Linked DNA regions of Mus musculus: regions 2 and 3 are each linked to region 1. The links are chromatin contacts, called in public HiChIP or PLAC-seq maps. All regions are on one chromosome and are shown on one strand. The core of a region is the stretch at or near the end of the contact, and the rest is flanking DNA. Distances in the headings are between cores, read along the strand shown.

Region 1 (4,414 bases), core at 771-3,270:
TTCCCAGAACACAGCTCAGAATGGCTCAGGACGATGAGCTCAGAGCTCCGATTTCAAGTTTAGTCAATGACACTCGCTGGGACAGCATAGCAGCCCCGCCATGAGGTAGTGACCCATCAGAAATGGCAGAAGGGGTAATGCCGGTGAGCACCTCTCGCGGGGGCTGTAAGACCACACACACTTTGTGCAAGAACTGGCCTTGCAGCTATACATACAGTACAGGCACCCCGGGCTGGGGCGGCCCAGCCTGAGGGGTCGGGACAAAGTCTCACGTGTTTCTGTAGTTTGTAAACAGCCATGCAGACGGGTTCTGGGTTTTCTTACAGGGTGTAAGGTCCGGGCTTTCCATTTAGGTGGAGATGGGTGAAGGAGAAGATGTGGTCACTTCTGAGTGCTAAGGATGTTCCTTAACACTCCCAGGATGAGCAGGGGAAGGAGGATTTCTGGTCTTTGCAGACAGACGGTCCAGGTTCCAGGTGATCTGCTTTTCCGGTGCTCCGTTCTAAATATCCACTTACCCAGACTTAACACCGTGTCTGGCTGGAGCCACCAATAAGCGGGACAATCTTCTTAGTTTCAGCTTCAGACACAGCTCTGGGAAGGTTCAGAGAGGGTCTGACCTTATCAGTTCCTAACTCTCCCATCCTAGGGCCTCATGGACAGGCACCAACGTACTCGCCCTAGAGGGAGAAGAGCTAAGTACAGTGGCGCTATGCTAGCTCTCCACAAGTCACCACGGCCTCTGAATGGGGCTGAGGCTCATGGATCCCGGAATGAGACCAGGATGCATAAGACCAGTGAAGCAATAGAGTAAGTGTGGACCAGTTTAAGGGCAGGGGAAGCCGGGGGAGGAACGGAGCTGGCCCCTCTCATGGCCCAGTTCTATAAATTCAGAGTTGTTCCAGTAGGGGGCGCTAGACACTGACTTCACCTCATCCCAGCAGCTGAGTCCACAGCACCAAGGGGAGAAGCAAGGAGTCACTGCCTCCTCACGCTAATTGAAAAGGGAGGGCCTTTGTCCCAGGCTGGTTTTAAGGCTGTTTCTGGAACAACTAAAGGAAAAGAAGCTGAAGATGTTCCCTAGCCCCTTGGGGGTGGAAACATAACTGGCTGGGGGGTTAGGCAAAGGACCTGGTACCCTTACTACTCAAAGCCTACCTAGTGGGCAGTCCACCAAGCTCCCTGGTACTGGGCCGTTGGGGTGAATGCTCTGACCTTCAGGGGCTGTGGGCACCAGGCCCAGGAGTAGAAGACACAAGTGGGCTGCGGGCATGGCTAGTATAAGGCTGCCCGGCATGATATCAGGCCTCAGGATGGAGAAAGGCACTGCGGCATTAGGCGGCCTAGAGACCTGGTCTATCCTAGAAGGTATGCCGGCATGGGCAGGTCCGGGGCAATTGTCAGAGCTGCAAAGGATAGAGAAGGCTATCCCCTCATCTGCAGAGCAAGCAGAGGGAAGGCCCCCACCCCCACCCCACCCCACCCCACCTCCGTGCCAGGAGGGGAGGGAAGAATGGGAAGAAACTTCAAGTCAGTTTCCAGGAGGCAAACAGCAGAACACAAAAATAAAAATCAATATATTAAATGACTGCAGTGCCGCTGACCTTCCCCCCAAAGGAACTGTTTAAACAGCTCCACTGAGGCCCCAGCAGAAGAGAACCTCAAGGAAAGACTGGGCCGGGGCCCCACTGGGATTGGCTGTGGGTGAGCGGCAGGACTCAGCTGCTTACATCTGGTTTCCATGGTTACCTGAGAACTACCTTGGTGGGCTCAGAGGCAGGTGAAGCGGCTCCGGAGGTGGGGCTAGGAGACACAGAGGAGGCTAGCTCACTGGAAGATAGATGGGGGCTTCTCCCTGCTTCTCCCTCGGTCTCAACCGAGGCTGAGGGCCTGGGGGAGGGGCAGGGCTGGCTCAGCAGGAGACAATGTGGCCAGTTGAGAGGAAGGCTTGGGAACAGGTGGAGCAGCAGCTTGGGGAATCGTGCCCTTTGGCTTCACAGCTTGTGTCCCTCCTCCACCTCGTCTTTCTTAGGAGGCAGGGGAGGGACAGAAGGGGTGGTGGAGGAAGCAGAGCGAGAGAAGAGCCACACCCTCTGTACTCCGGTGAACTTGGCTGTTCCGGTAAGGTCGGGCCACAGCTTCCTTTCCGTGCTGGGTAGGCTGCTGGGTCTGATCTGACGGTCTAGCCACCTTTAGTCCTAACTTCAAGGGTGGGCTGCTGGTAGCCGCCGTATGCTCCAGAACTTCACTGTCAGGTCACTGGGGAGGACAGAGGGAGGCTGCTCAGCTGTGGGTGTGGACCCTGCTGGTTGCCCCACCCCCACCCCAAAGCAAAGGTTGGGCAAATTTCCCACCTCCCTCACATATGGCTGGGCTAAGGCAGATGCTGCTTAGGACCAGTGAAGACCTCACGGGGAGGGGTACTGGGTAAGGGGAGGGCCCAGGCCATGCTCTGCAAGACCCTGCAAGACTGGTGTCCCAGACTTTCCTGTTGTGTTGTGTCCAGGCCTGAATGCCTCCCCCTGTTCTCTGCCACCTTAGGGTTCTGGCCCACTGCTCATGCTAGCAAGAGGGTCGGGGAGGGTGATCTGTAGGGCCAGGCAGGGCGTGAAGTAAGAAGGTTAAGAGTAAAACAGGCTCATACCGTGAAGAAGCAGCTCAGATCGAGGTGGGGGAAAGACAGGAAAAGGCAAGATGGGAAGAGTGAGAGGGGGAGGGGGAAGGTCAGGGCAGGGTGGTGGCGCGGCCCTTTATGGCCAGGACTCGTCGAGGAAGGCAGGGGGTGAGTCCAGGGACGTAATTCCACAGCTTTACCCGGCAGTCACTATTTGAGGGGGGGTGGGGGTGGGAGGTAGAGGCAGAGAAGAGAGGTAGGAAGAGATGGGAGGGGAGAGAAGGGACATGGTGGGAACAAGGAGAGAAAAGAAGAAACCCGGCTGAGTAGTGTCCCTGGGATAGAGGGCCTGGCACTGCCTGCACAGGAGCCAGAGCTACAGCTGGAGGGGCAGAGGTGTGGGAGTGGTGCAGGGCAGTCTGTAGCCCTTGGGGGGTGAGAGCCATTTGGATCGCTGCGGGGGGGCAAGTCCTGGCCTGGGGCCCAGTGGCTCCCTGATCCCCTGCCTTTGCAGCACCCAGGACATTGGGTGCCTAGTGCTCAGTGAAGTTGAGCACTAAATATAAAGAGGAGTGCTTGATGGGATCTGTGTGTGGGGACAGCTGCGGAGCCCTGAGCCAGTTGTCAACTTGGTCACTCTAGGAGGGGAGCAAAGCGGCTCTCTCTGCCTAGCACCTACCTGGAGGCCGTGAAGATGTGCTTGCTGTTGGTGCAGATGGCATTGATGGGGCTGTCGTGGCCCTTGATCTCACCAATGGGTGTGAAGTTGTCCACATTCCAGACCTTGATGAAGCCGGCCCGGCAGGCGCTCAGCAGCATGGGCCGGCCGGGTACAAAGGCCAGGGCGCACACCCAGTCCTTGTGAGCGTTGGGGATTTGCTGTGGAAGGACCAGGGCTCATAAGGTGTAGGGAAGAGAGAGGGCCTGCCCCAGGGCCCCAGGAGCACATCACCCCTCCTGCTAGCCATGGAGGAATGCCGCCTGGCTCCGGACAGCTCTAACATGCAGATGGACCCTACCATTCCCAGGAGCCAGGCTGGGGGGATTCCAAAGCACAGATGGGTTCTTCTCCCCAGGTCCCACATTCTAAATCTGTGCTGCTGGAGAAATCTTCAGCCCACAGGAGAGCTAGGCTAAAGTCAAGTGCTCCCACAAAGAACTGGGCACAAGGGCTTTGTCAAGAGCAGGGTATAGCAGGGTATAGAGGGCCCCAGCGGAATCCCCGCAGGCTGCAGGGAGAGGGGCGTGGAGGTAGCAGGGAAGAGGGTAGATAGCAGGCAGTCTTGGAGGGGCTCTGCTAAGGTCTGCCTGTGGCCTTGCCCTGGCACACTCCTCCCTTCCCTTCCCCAAACCTGGATGAGCTCCTGCTGGTCCAGGTCCCACTTCTTGATGCCATTGTCTCTGGAGCCACTGAAGAGTATGTCTCCTTGGATAGCCAGGCATTCAATACCATCATAGTGAGGGGGCTCAAAGTTGTGGGTTGGGCCAATGGTGCCCGTCACACAGTCGCCCAGCTGGAACATCTGCAGACGAGGAGGGGCAGAGCTCAGACAGGGGCATGATCAATTGGGGCAGGCCTGGAGTACTGTGGGAAGGACACTGCCATAGTCCCACGACCCCATCTCCATTTATTTGTTCCCTTTTACTTTCTGGCTACCGAAGTGTCCAGCCATACCCATAGAGAGCAAACTAAATCACTGGGTCCTGTGTACTTCGTATTTCCCCCAATCTATCATTTTAACGGTTGCATCATCTCCCATTCAGAGGTTCTACCTGCATTCCTCACACACTGAGGTCGTT
Region 2 (4,669 bases), core at 1,593-4,092, 220 kb before region 1:
TATCAGGTTTCCCCTACACACACACACACACACACACACACACACACACACACACATATACATACATACATATATATATATATATATATACATATATATATATATATACCTGCAGTAAAGCTTAATTTATAAAGTGAGCCCAGTAAAAGATACCAACAAGCAATTAAAACAGCATAGTCTAATGTATAGTTTATGTAAACTTTCTCTCCTCTGTCTCTGTCTCTGTCCCTGTCTCTGTCTCTTGTAATTTGCCCAGTTAAAACTCATTGAGTCACCAGGGCAGAAAAAAAAAAAAAAAAAGAAAGAAAGAAAGAAAGGAAATGAGGAGGAACTAGTTGGGAAAAGGAGGCAATTAGAAAGAGTGGGGGAGGATGGGGGAACAAGAGGGTATTAGAGGAGACTATGATCAAAGTATGTCATATATATGTATGAAAATGTCATGATGAAACCCATTATTGTATATAATTAATAATGTCAATAAGCATACGTGTCAAAATAAGTATATAAGATTTACTTTATTAAAACTGAAAATAAAACAAGATGTATTTGAACATAGAAATAATCTGAATTGGATGGCACATGTCTGTAATCCCAGCATTTGGGAGGAGGAGGCAGAAGTATCAGATGTTTAAGGTCACCTCAGCTACATAGGGAGTCTAAGACCACCAGCCCTAGCTAAGTCCGAAGTCCCTAAGTCCCAGATCTAAGTCCCCTGGCTCAACAAACTAAAACAAAAAATATATTTTACAAGTATCTTAAACTATGTGGCCATGTGAGCGCTGACGCCCACAGAGGCCAAAAGCTTCAGCTCTTCCTGGAGTTGGAGTGATGCAGGTATGAGCCACCTGACATGGGTTCCAGGAAGTAAACTCAGTTCCTCTGCAAGAGCAGTACTAGCCTCTGACCTCTAAGTCACCTCTCTAGGTTCTAGGCAAAATTATCTTAGTTCTTCATTGCACCATAGTTACATTTTTAGACTGTACCTGACTTCAAGGAACTCCAACTATGAAATCGAACAAAACCAGGCGTTGCTGACTAGTGACCCAGGCTAGTTTCCGCTGTCAGTGTGTGCTCCCTTCATTTTCTTGGAGAGCATTTTAAAGCAAAAGTTTTTGGGTTAGCCTTGTAGTGGAGCTCTTCTGTGAAAACACAAGCTGCACAACCTATCTCCCCTGGGTTAGGATGTAACAGTTACTCTGGGAGAACATCAATCCTTTGTGGCTTTATACAGTCCGTCACTAACGCTGCCTGCCCTTTACCCTGAGTATGTCACCTGTTCTGACATGAAGTCTCTGAGGGCGGATTTGAATTTCTATTTATTTCTTTGCTTTCGGGTCACCAGCACTTTGGCAACAACTGGCACATTAAACCGCTTAAATCACTTACAAGGATTTAAGCATCTAGCCATCTACCAACACAACGATGGATATTTGTTTTTAAGTCAAGGCAAGTGGTAGATCTTAAGCCATTTTTCTACACCATTTTCAGATTCTCTTGAGACAGGAACATAAGCAGGAGGAGTTCCTGGCCTTCATTACTCTCTCTCCTAAGCAATCTTGTTCCTATGCCCAGTGTTAAGTACTTTTATGAACTGGGTCATACATAAGCTGATATCGCAAGTCTGGTTAGCCTATTTCTCTAGAAGCTTCTAGATAGGTGTTCTATTCAGATTATTCCTAAAGCAGTGTCCAAAGGTGTGTGTGTGTGTGTGTGTGTGTGTGTGTGTGTGTGTGTTGGGGAAGGGGGGACACATTAAGATGGTTTTGGATTTTGGTTAGATTTTTACAAATCACAAGTATGTTATATTTTCCCAAGTCAAAATTTACTCTCAATTTGGTTTAATGACGTCACTTCATTTGCTTTCTTTAATAGAATGTCAAATTTTCTGTCTATAAATTTCCCTAAGTTTATACCTTTTATGTTGCTACTAAAAACATTCTATGCTTAGCTTATCTTTCTATTACTGTAAAAATTACCATGGTGGTTGATATAGCATATAGCCAAATAGCCTCTGGCCTGTCAGCTACTGAATAATGACACAGAGACCTTTTATTAATTATGAAAGCTTGCTCTTAGCTTAGCAGACTCTCAACTAGCTCATGTAAGTAAACGTGGTCGTCTAGCTCTGTCCTTTTTTTTTTTTTTCCCCTGTCCCTTTTCTTATGTCCCAGCACCTGTTTTTTCCTCTGCTCTGGTTGGGGAATCTCCCACCTTCCTGTCTGAGTAGAGCATCTCCTGCCTCGGTTTATTTCCCAGAGTTCCTAACTCTGCCTGGAAGTCCCGCCTATCTTCTCCTTCCTTGCTATAGGCCATTCAACTCTTTATTAAACCAATCAGGTGATGGAGAAGATGTTTACAAACTACTGAGACCGGTGATGCTTCATACAAAGACAACCTTTACACAGTGCACAAGAGATTATCCCAACAACAGCAAGACAGGCTTCTTGTATGGAGAAGGAATGTCATTCATTATAATGTTGCTTGATCTTATATGTAGGTAGATTCAACAACGACTGGAAAAGAGAAGGAGGAGAAGAGGAAGGAAGAGGAAGAGAGCAGAAAAAAAATGTCCATGGTTAACTCAGAAAGATGCTAGAAAACTAACTTGTAACAAGTAAAAACCAAGATCCGACTATCTCTCTCGCACACGCTGTACCCCAGGATAACCATTGGTGGATGACTCTTTCCATTTTGTCCTAGCTAAAAAGTACACCAGTCATGATGGATTTAGAGTACCACAGTGCTGTTTGCTCTAATGACATAATGCATGCGAGCAAAGACCATCAGCATCTGCTAAAAGCATCAGCGGAAAAGCTGAGTGAGAACTTGGCAGCTTCCCGTTTAGCTCAGCAGGGCTTGACTCCGCCCATCCATCACGCACAGTGCACAGAAAGAGCCAGGCGGGTAGGCTCTAGGCTCCGGATGTAGGCAAAACTGGGAACTTTTGTTTTGGTTTATTTTGTTGTTGTTGTTTTTTTTCCACATGTTTTAACATGACTGAGAGTTTAGAGTAGCAATATCTCAAGACAGATCATGAATCGATTTTGTGTAAATGTTTCATTTATTTGTTATTATAGGTAATTGTGTGTGTGTGTGTGTGTGTGTGTACATGCCACAGCAAATGTGGATGTCATAATCAGTTTTCTTTCTCCACCTTGTTTTGAGGTAGAATCTCTCTCGCTATTTCTGCCATGTTTAATACCTCAGTCTCGTTAGCCTATAAGCTTCTGGGGGTTCTCCTATGTCCACCTCCCGTCTCAGTGCACACATTCCATCCATTTAGCAAAGCAACAGTGGTAGCTTCCCCACTGGGGTCTACGACCTCTCCAGCCATGGACTTCTGACCATATTTTATGGTACCTAATATGGATTCCCTCCTGTGGAGAAGGCCTGGACTCTGATCAGAAAGTGGTCGTTTGAGCCCACATGTGTAAATATAAAGAATGCTTTGCAAATTTGATGTAGTAGTAGTGATAGTAGTAGTGTTCATATACATATATGTATTATACATGCATATATATGTGTGCACATATGTACTGCAACATTGCATAGAGATCAGAGGTCAACACTGTAGAGCCTGTTCTCTATACATATATATGTAATATATATATATATATGTGTGTGTGTGTGTGCGCGTGTGTAATATATATATATATATTACACACGCGCAGAGGAACATTGCTGGCTGGCTTGTCCCTGGCTCATCTTTAGCTAGCTTTTTTTATACAGCTCTTGCAGTGGATCTGGGTTCAGATCCCAGCATCTATATGATGGCTTACAACCATCTGTAACTCCAGTTCCAAGGGATCCAATGCTCTTTCTAGTGTCTGGGGGCATCACTTTAGCACATGATACACAGACATACATGCAGGCAAACACTAATACACATAAAATAAAAGTAAACAAACCACTAAAATTTTTTTAAATAAAGAATTCAATCAAGATGAAGCAGGTTGACAAACAAGCCTAAACAAACAGACATCACTGTGTTCTGCTTTTTATACGCTTCTTTCCTAGACATAAACTCTCCTTCCACACAGAGCCTAGGCTCTCATCCTGCAGTTCTTCAAGAGCACAACAGCGTTTTTTCTTACCACTTAGTGGAATTAAATAATTCAGAGTAACATAATCTCCATTACAACACAGACTGAATCAAACTCCCTCCAGGACCCTTTAGAAATACCTTCAAAAATAAAACAACAGCAAGAAAGAAATAGCTCCAAAAGAACACACTGAGGAGCAACCTTGTTTGCTTGCTTGCTTGGCTTGAGACAGCTTCTCCCTCTGTAGGTCAGATTGACCAGAGTTTCACTATGTAGCCCAGGCTAGCCTTGCAGACACAGTATTTTCCTGCCCCACTTTCCAACTTTCAGGACTTTAAAAAATGTTCCCCTTTCCCAACAGTATCAAAATATCAAAGTAATAAAAATGATCTGTAGTTGGTGTTTTCTGTTTGGAAGAGCTCTTCCCCCCACCCCCACAACGGCACAGCAGCTCTTGTGTCCCACAATCCCCACAGCTCAACATTGTGTAAGAAGTGGAGTTCTTTGGCACCTGTTCCCTCAGGGGTGGTGGCACCAGAATGTCCTAGAAACAAGGACTTTCTCTCTCTTTGAAGACTGGCAGAAAAAAAAAAAAAAAAGAATTCAATTTCCCTGTAGGAGTGAAT
Region 3 (4,473 bases), core at 1,881-4,380, 250 kb before region 1:
TCTGTTCACTGGTTTGTTGTTTCCATTTATTTGGAGAGACAGCTTCCCAGGCAGCCCAGGCTGGTTTGAATTTGTTTATTTTATGTGTATGAGTATTCTGCCTGCATGAAAGTCTGTGCTCCATGTACTTGCCTGGTATCTGTGGACGTAAGAAAAGGTGTTGGATCCCTTAGTACTGGAAATGAGAATGGTTGTGAGCCAACAAGTGCTCTTAACTACTGAGCCATCTTTCCAGTGCCCTCAGACTGGCTTTGAACTCACCCTCCAGCACCAGCCTACTGTTACACTAGGCCAAGCTGGGCAGACCTGTGCTCGGTTTACTGTGATATAGCCAGCTTCACAGTACAGAGAGCATGCACAGTCTGCAGCCTGTCCAACAGAACAGAAAGAAGGAAGGCTGTGTCCCCATGCAGAGGGATGGGGACAGTTTCAAAGTCCCTCATCTGAAGCAGAGAGGAAAGAGCAGGATGGGGTTGTGGGACTATTCTAGGGCAAAGGGAAGGCCTGACAAGAGACACAGATGGTGACAGGAGCAGAGGTTTCAAACTGCAAGGGATTATGAGTCCTGGCCCTCCTCTCGCAGCAGTCATCACCCCTCCTTACAGTCTCACTCTCAGTTCCTGTCCCTCTGCTGACTGACTCAGCAGCAGCTTCACACGCCAGGCTCTCAGCTCTGTCTTCTCGGCTCACTTCCCTCCAGCCTTCTCTTGGAGGACCAGATGTCACAGACTCCAGTAGACATCACAGACTCCAGTGCACTCCCTGTGCAGGAGAAAAGCATTCCCCGTCGTCTGCTGTTCACAGCAAGGCCAAGCTCAGACAATATTACCAGGACCCACATTTACTCGGTTACCCTTTCTAAAATTAAAGGCACAGCTATAATTTCTGGAGTCACCTCTCCAGCTGCCTTCTTTCCCCATATGCCATATGTCATCAGAAGCCTCATAAATGATTACTTTACAGGGACTCTCAGATTTAACCCTTCAGTCCCGGGGCCTCCACCCTGCCCTTGACCCCCTCACTCCTTGGCTGGTTCGCTGGATGCCTGGTCTCTGGGTCCTTCCTCTTTAAATCTCATGTACCGAGAGCAGGGAGATCGCCTCCCTAAAACACCACTTTTACCATGCTATGCCCAACGAGTAATTTAGAAGGCCTCACTGTCTCCCACATCAGATCCACAAGCTCCTGCCTCCCGTCAGGGCCTCTATAATTTGACCCCACCCTGGCTACCCAACTCCACTTCCTGCTGCTGCTCAGGAAGAATTCCTCCAGCTCCTTCCTCCTCCTCGACAAGTCACTTGGGCTTTCTGACTGTTCATCTCACTGGAATATTTCACCTGTCCTCCGGCTTTTAAATTTTTTTCTCATCTTCTAAGGAGCAGTTCAAATCCCATTACTATTTTTTAATAGTGTGAAAAACACTCACTCTCTTAATTCTATACCTGATCTTAACTGTCCTGGACAATTAGCATATCATATGCATAATACAGTAGTTTATGTTACAGTAGTTTTCCCTTCTAGTTGACAAGCTATGGCTATCAGACACTTTCCAACCTTTACCTGTTGTGTGGAAACCAGTCACATCCAGCCACCGTTCTCCTCTTCTAATATATTTTTTAAATGGTGTAATAGATAGAACCCAACATCTTGCAAATGCTAGGCAAGTACTTTACAATCCATTATACTCACAATCCTTTTTTAAAAAAGATTTATTTTTAGCCTATGTGTACTGTGCTTGTCGGCATGCATGAATGAGTACCTACTTGTGCCTGGTACGCACAGGAACTAGAAGGTGTCAGATCCCCTGAGACTCAGTCATAGACAGCTAAGAGCTCCTTTGTGGGTACTGGGAATCAAACCTGGGTCCTCTACGAGAGCAGCAGATCCTCTTAATCTATAGAGTCACTCACATCTCCTTCCCCCAGTCCTTGATGTTTTGAATCAGAGTCGCTTTCTAACTCATGCTGCTCCTGAACCTGAGGTCCTTCTGCCTCTGCTTCTCTAGGTGAGGGCTGGGTTTATAGGCGTGTGTACTCGTGTCTGCGTGTGTGTGGTGTTCCTGGAGATGGACCTGTATACATACAGACATGTATGCCTGTGTGATGGCCACCGGTCCACCTCGGGTGCCATTCTCCCTGGTTTTCGTTGTGGTATCTCCCAGTGGCCTGAAGCTTGCCAAGCAGGGTAGACTGGCTGGCCCTTCTGCCTGTCTCCACTCCCCAGCTCTAGGACTACACTGAGTGTGCACTACCACACTTAGTATGGTAGGATCTCGGGTATCGCGCTGACTAGGGCATCTTCACTGACTGAGATCTCTCCTCAGCCCCACATCTGGGTTTTTGTTTCTGTTTTATCCTCTTGGTTTTCTTGAGGCCCAGTGTTGCTATCTGTGAAGTCTAGATTGGTCTTGACTTTATGATCCTCCTGCCTTTGGCACTTCAGTAAGGCATAGGTAGAGGTATATGCCACCATCCCACTCTGGTGATTTTCATACTGCTACAGTTGTACAGGTTAGTTTCAAAAGATCATACTGGCCCCAAAGCCAGAAAGGTCATCAGCTCCCTTGAAACTGGGATTACAGACTGTTGTGAGCAGCAATGTAGGTGCTGGGAATTGAACCTGGGTCCCCTGGGAGAGTAGTCAGTGCTCTTCACCACTACTGCTGTTTTAGAGAAAATATTTGCCAATCATTGGACTATACTGTTTATCTAAGTACTTTTTTTTTTTTTTTTAGTAAAAATGTTGTTTATTTATTTATTTGTGGTGTGTGTGTGTTGTCTGTAGGTTACAGAACAACTTGTTGGAGTTTGTTCTCTCCTTCTACCATGCAGGTTCTGGAGACTGAACTCAGGTCATCTGGCTTGGGGCTTGGCAGGAAGTACCTTCACCTGCTGAGCCACCTTACCAGTCCCTATTTGAGTATTTCTGTGTCTCGGTAGACAGTATAATGTTTTTGCCTTTATTTCAAGTGTATGCCTTTCTTCTCAAAATTTCAGTATTACGTAGGTTTGAATCACAATGAAAATATTTCTGCAATTCTATGTAAAACGCCTGGAGTTGGTTAATCGGTACATTGACAGCATTCCTGTGCTAACTTCTGCAGCACCAACAACTGATAAGGCTGTTTCCCTCTGAGCTACAAAGAAACCACACCCCTTAATACTGAGGCACTGGGGCAGGAGCTTCAGACACTCCACACACAACCAGATACTTCCTTTGCATCATAATGGTCCAGGATGGCTGACAGGCCCTAGAACCCCTCCCTACCTGCCGCACAAAAGTTAAAGTGCCCTGAAGAGGTAGAGTGCGGCCACCCTGACTTCTACCCACAGCCATCCAGGGGGCGCTGACTCAGCACACCTTTCAAAGGTTTCCGTTACATTATTTTTCATTTCCTTTGGACATCTTAGTCTACCAGACACTGTCCAACATTGCTCATCCTCACTCCTGCTCTGTAAGATTAAAGAGCTTGCCCAAGTTCTCTCAGCAGCTGACTCAGACAGAGGCAGACACCCGCAGCCAAATAGTGGACGGAGCTTGGGGTTCTATGGAAGAATAGGGGGAAGGACTGCGGACCCAGGAGGGAATAGGGACTCCACCAGAAGACTGACAGTCAACTAACCTGGACCCTTGGGGGGCCTCAGAGTCTGAACCACCAACTAAAGAACATCCACAGGCTGGACCTAGGCCTCCTCCTCCCCACACATATGCAGCAGCTGTGCAGCTTGACCTTCATGTGGGTCCTGAACGACTGGAGTGGGGGCTGTCCTAAAAGCTGTTCCCTGTACTGGGATACGTTCTACTAGCTGGGCTGCCTTGTCTGGCCTCAGTGGGAGAGGAAGCTCCTAGCCCTGCAGAGGCTTGAAGTGCCAGGGTGAGGGGATACCCAGGGGGATCCGTGCACTCAGAGGAAAAGGGTGGAATGGGAGAAGGTTTGTGGGAGGGGGTGATCGGGAATGGGGCAGTGAGTGGGATGAAAAGTGAATAAGTTAAAAAAAAATTAATTAATAAATTAAATTTTAAAAAAGTTCAAAACCTGACTTTGAGAGTCTGGGCTCCATCATCTATCTCTACATGCCTGAAGGTGTCCCCTGCTGTCTGCTGGGACAAGGGCACACCAGGTGACCACTGGTCAGAGCCTGCCTCACACCTTTACCACCAAACCTCGGCTGTCACTGCTGGTGGGGAACATGAAGGAAAATGTGCCCTGGATGCAAGCATGGTATCTGCCCAGTTCTCATGCTTGTCTGCGTGATATTAAGTGGTATAGTCCATCCGGTGGTGGTGATGATGATGGTGGTGGTGGTGGTGGTGGTGATGATGGTGGTGATGGTGATGATAATGGTGATAATGATGATGATGATGGTGGTGGTGGTGATGATGATGGTGGTGGTGGTGGTGGTGGTGATGATAATGGTGATGATGAGGAAGATATAAGCCTGGCAGGGATGGCTCAGGGTACAGGCACTTGTA

Evidence for each region. HiChIP or PLAC-seq counts read pairs in DNA pulled down with a chosen protein or histone mark.
Region 2: a contact with region 1 is called in an H3K27ac HiChIP or PLAC-seq map of embryonic stem cells, with 2.6 times the contacts expected there. The contact joins two enhancer-like sites. A contact is called at or near these places in 2 of 115 datasets of contacts at active chromatin or transcription factors (both in embryonic stem cells) and 2 of 9 other capture datasets (embryonic stem cells and liver).
Region 3: an H3K27ac HiChIP or PLAC-seq map of embryonic stem cells shows a contact between it and region 1, with 5 read pairs. The contact joins two enhancer-like sites. A contact is called at or near these places in 6 of 39 promoter capture datasets (the 3T3-L1 cell line, the HPC-7 cell line, HPC-7-derived erythroid cells and 3 more), 3 of 484 Hi-C or Micro-C datasets (embryonic fibroblasts, liver and pre-megakaryocyte-erythroid progenitors), 5 of 115 datasets of contacts at active chromatin or transcription factors (embryonic stem cells, extraembryonic endoderm stem cells and memory CD8 T cells) and 2 of 9 other capture datasets (adipose tissue and liver).

Annotation. Positions count from the first base shown.
Region 1 is chr1:136,171,882-136,176,295 of GRCm38.p6, reverse strand. It overlaps Kif21b (kinesin family member 21B), which reads right to left. Exons shown (of 35, transcript NM_001039472.2): 33 at 3,967-4,137; 34 at 3,294-3,493; 35 at 1-2,259. The coding sequence ends at 2,205. Among named protein-coding and RNA genes, the nearest start is that of Mroh3, 39 kb to the left of the region's middle. Within about 2 kb of position 2,020, at least 91 of the 459 cell types and tissues checked have an H3K27ac peak or open chromatin away from gene starts, as enhancers often do. A contact at or near this core is called in embryonic stem cells, where this site is marked.
Region 2 is chr1:136,392,879-136,397,547 of GRCm38.p6, reverse strand. No RefSeq gene overlaps it. Among named protein-coding and RNA genes, the nearest start is that of Ddx59, 20 kb to the left of the region's middle. Within about 2 kb of position 2,842, at least 37 of the 459 cell types and tissues checked have an H3K27ac peak or open chromatin away from gene starts, as enhancers often do. A contact at or near this core is called in embryonic stem cells, where this site is marked.
Region 3 is chr1:136,426,503-136,430,975 of GRCm38.p6, reverse strand. All of the region lies in intron 4 of Ddx59 (DEAD box helicase 59), which reads right to left. Among named protein-coding and RNA genes, the nearest start is that of 9230116N13Rik, 13 kb to the right of the region's middle. Within about 2 kb of position 3,130, at least 35 of the 459 cell types and tissues checked have an H3K27ac peak or open chromatin away from gene starts, as enhancers often do. A contact at or near this core is called in embryonic stem cells, where this site is marked.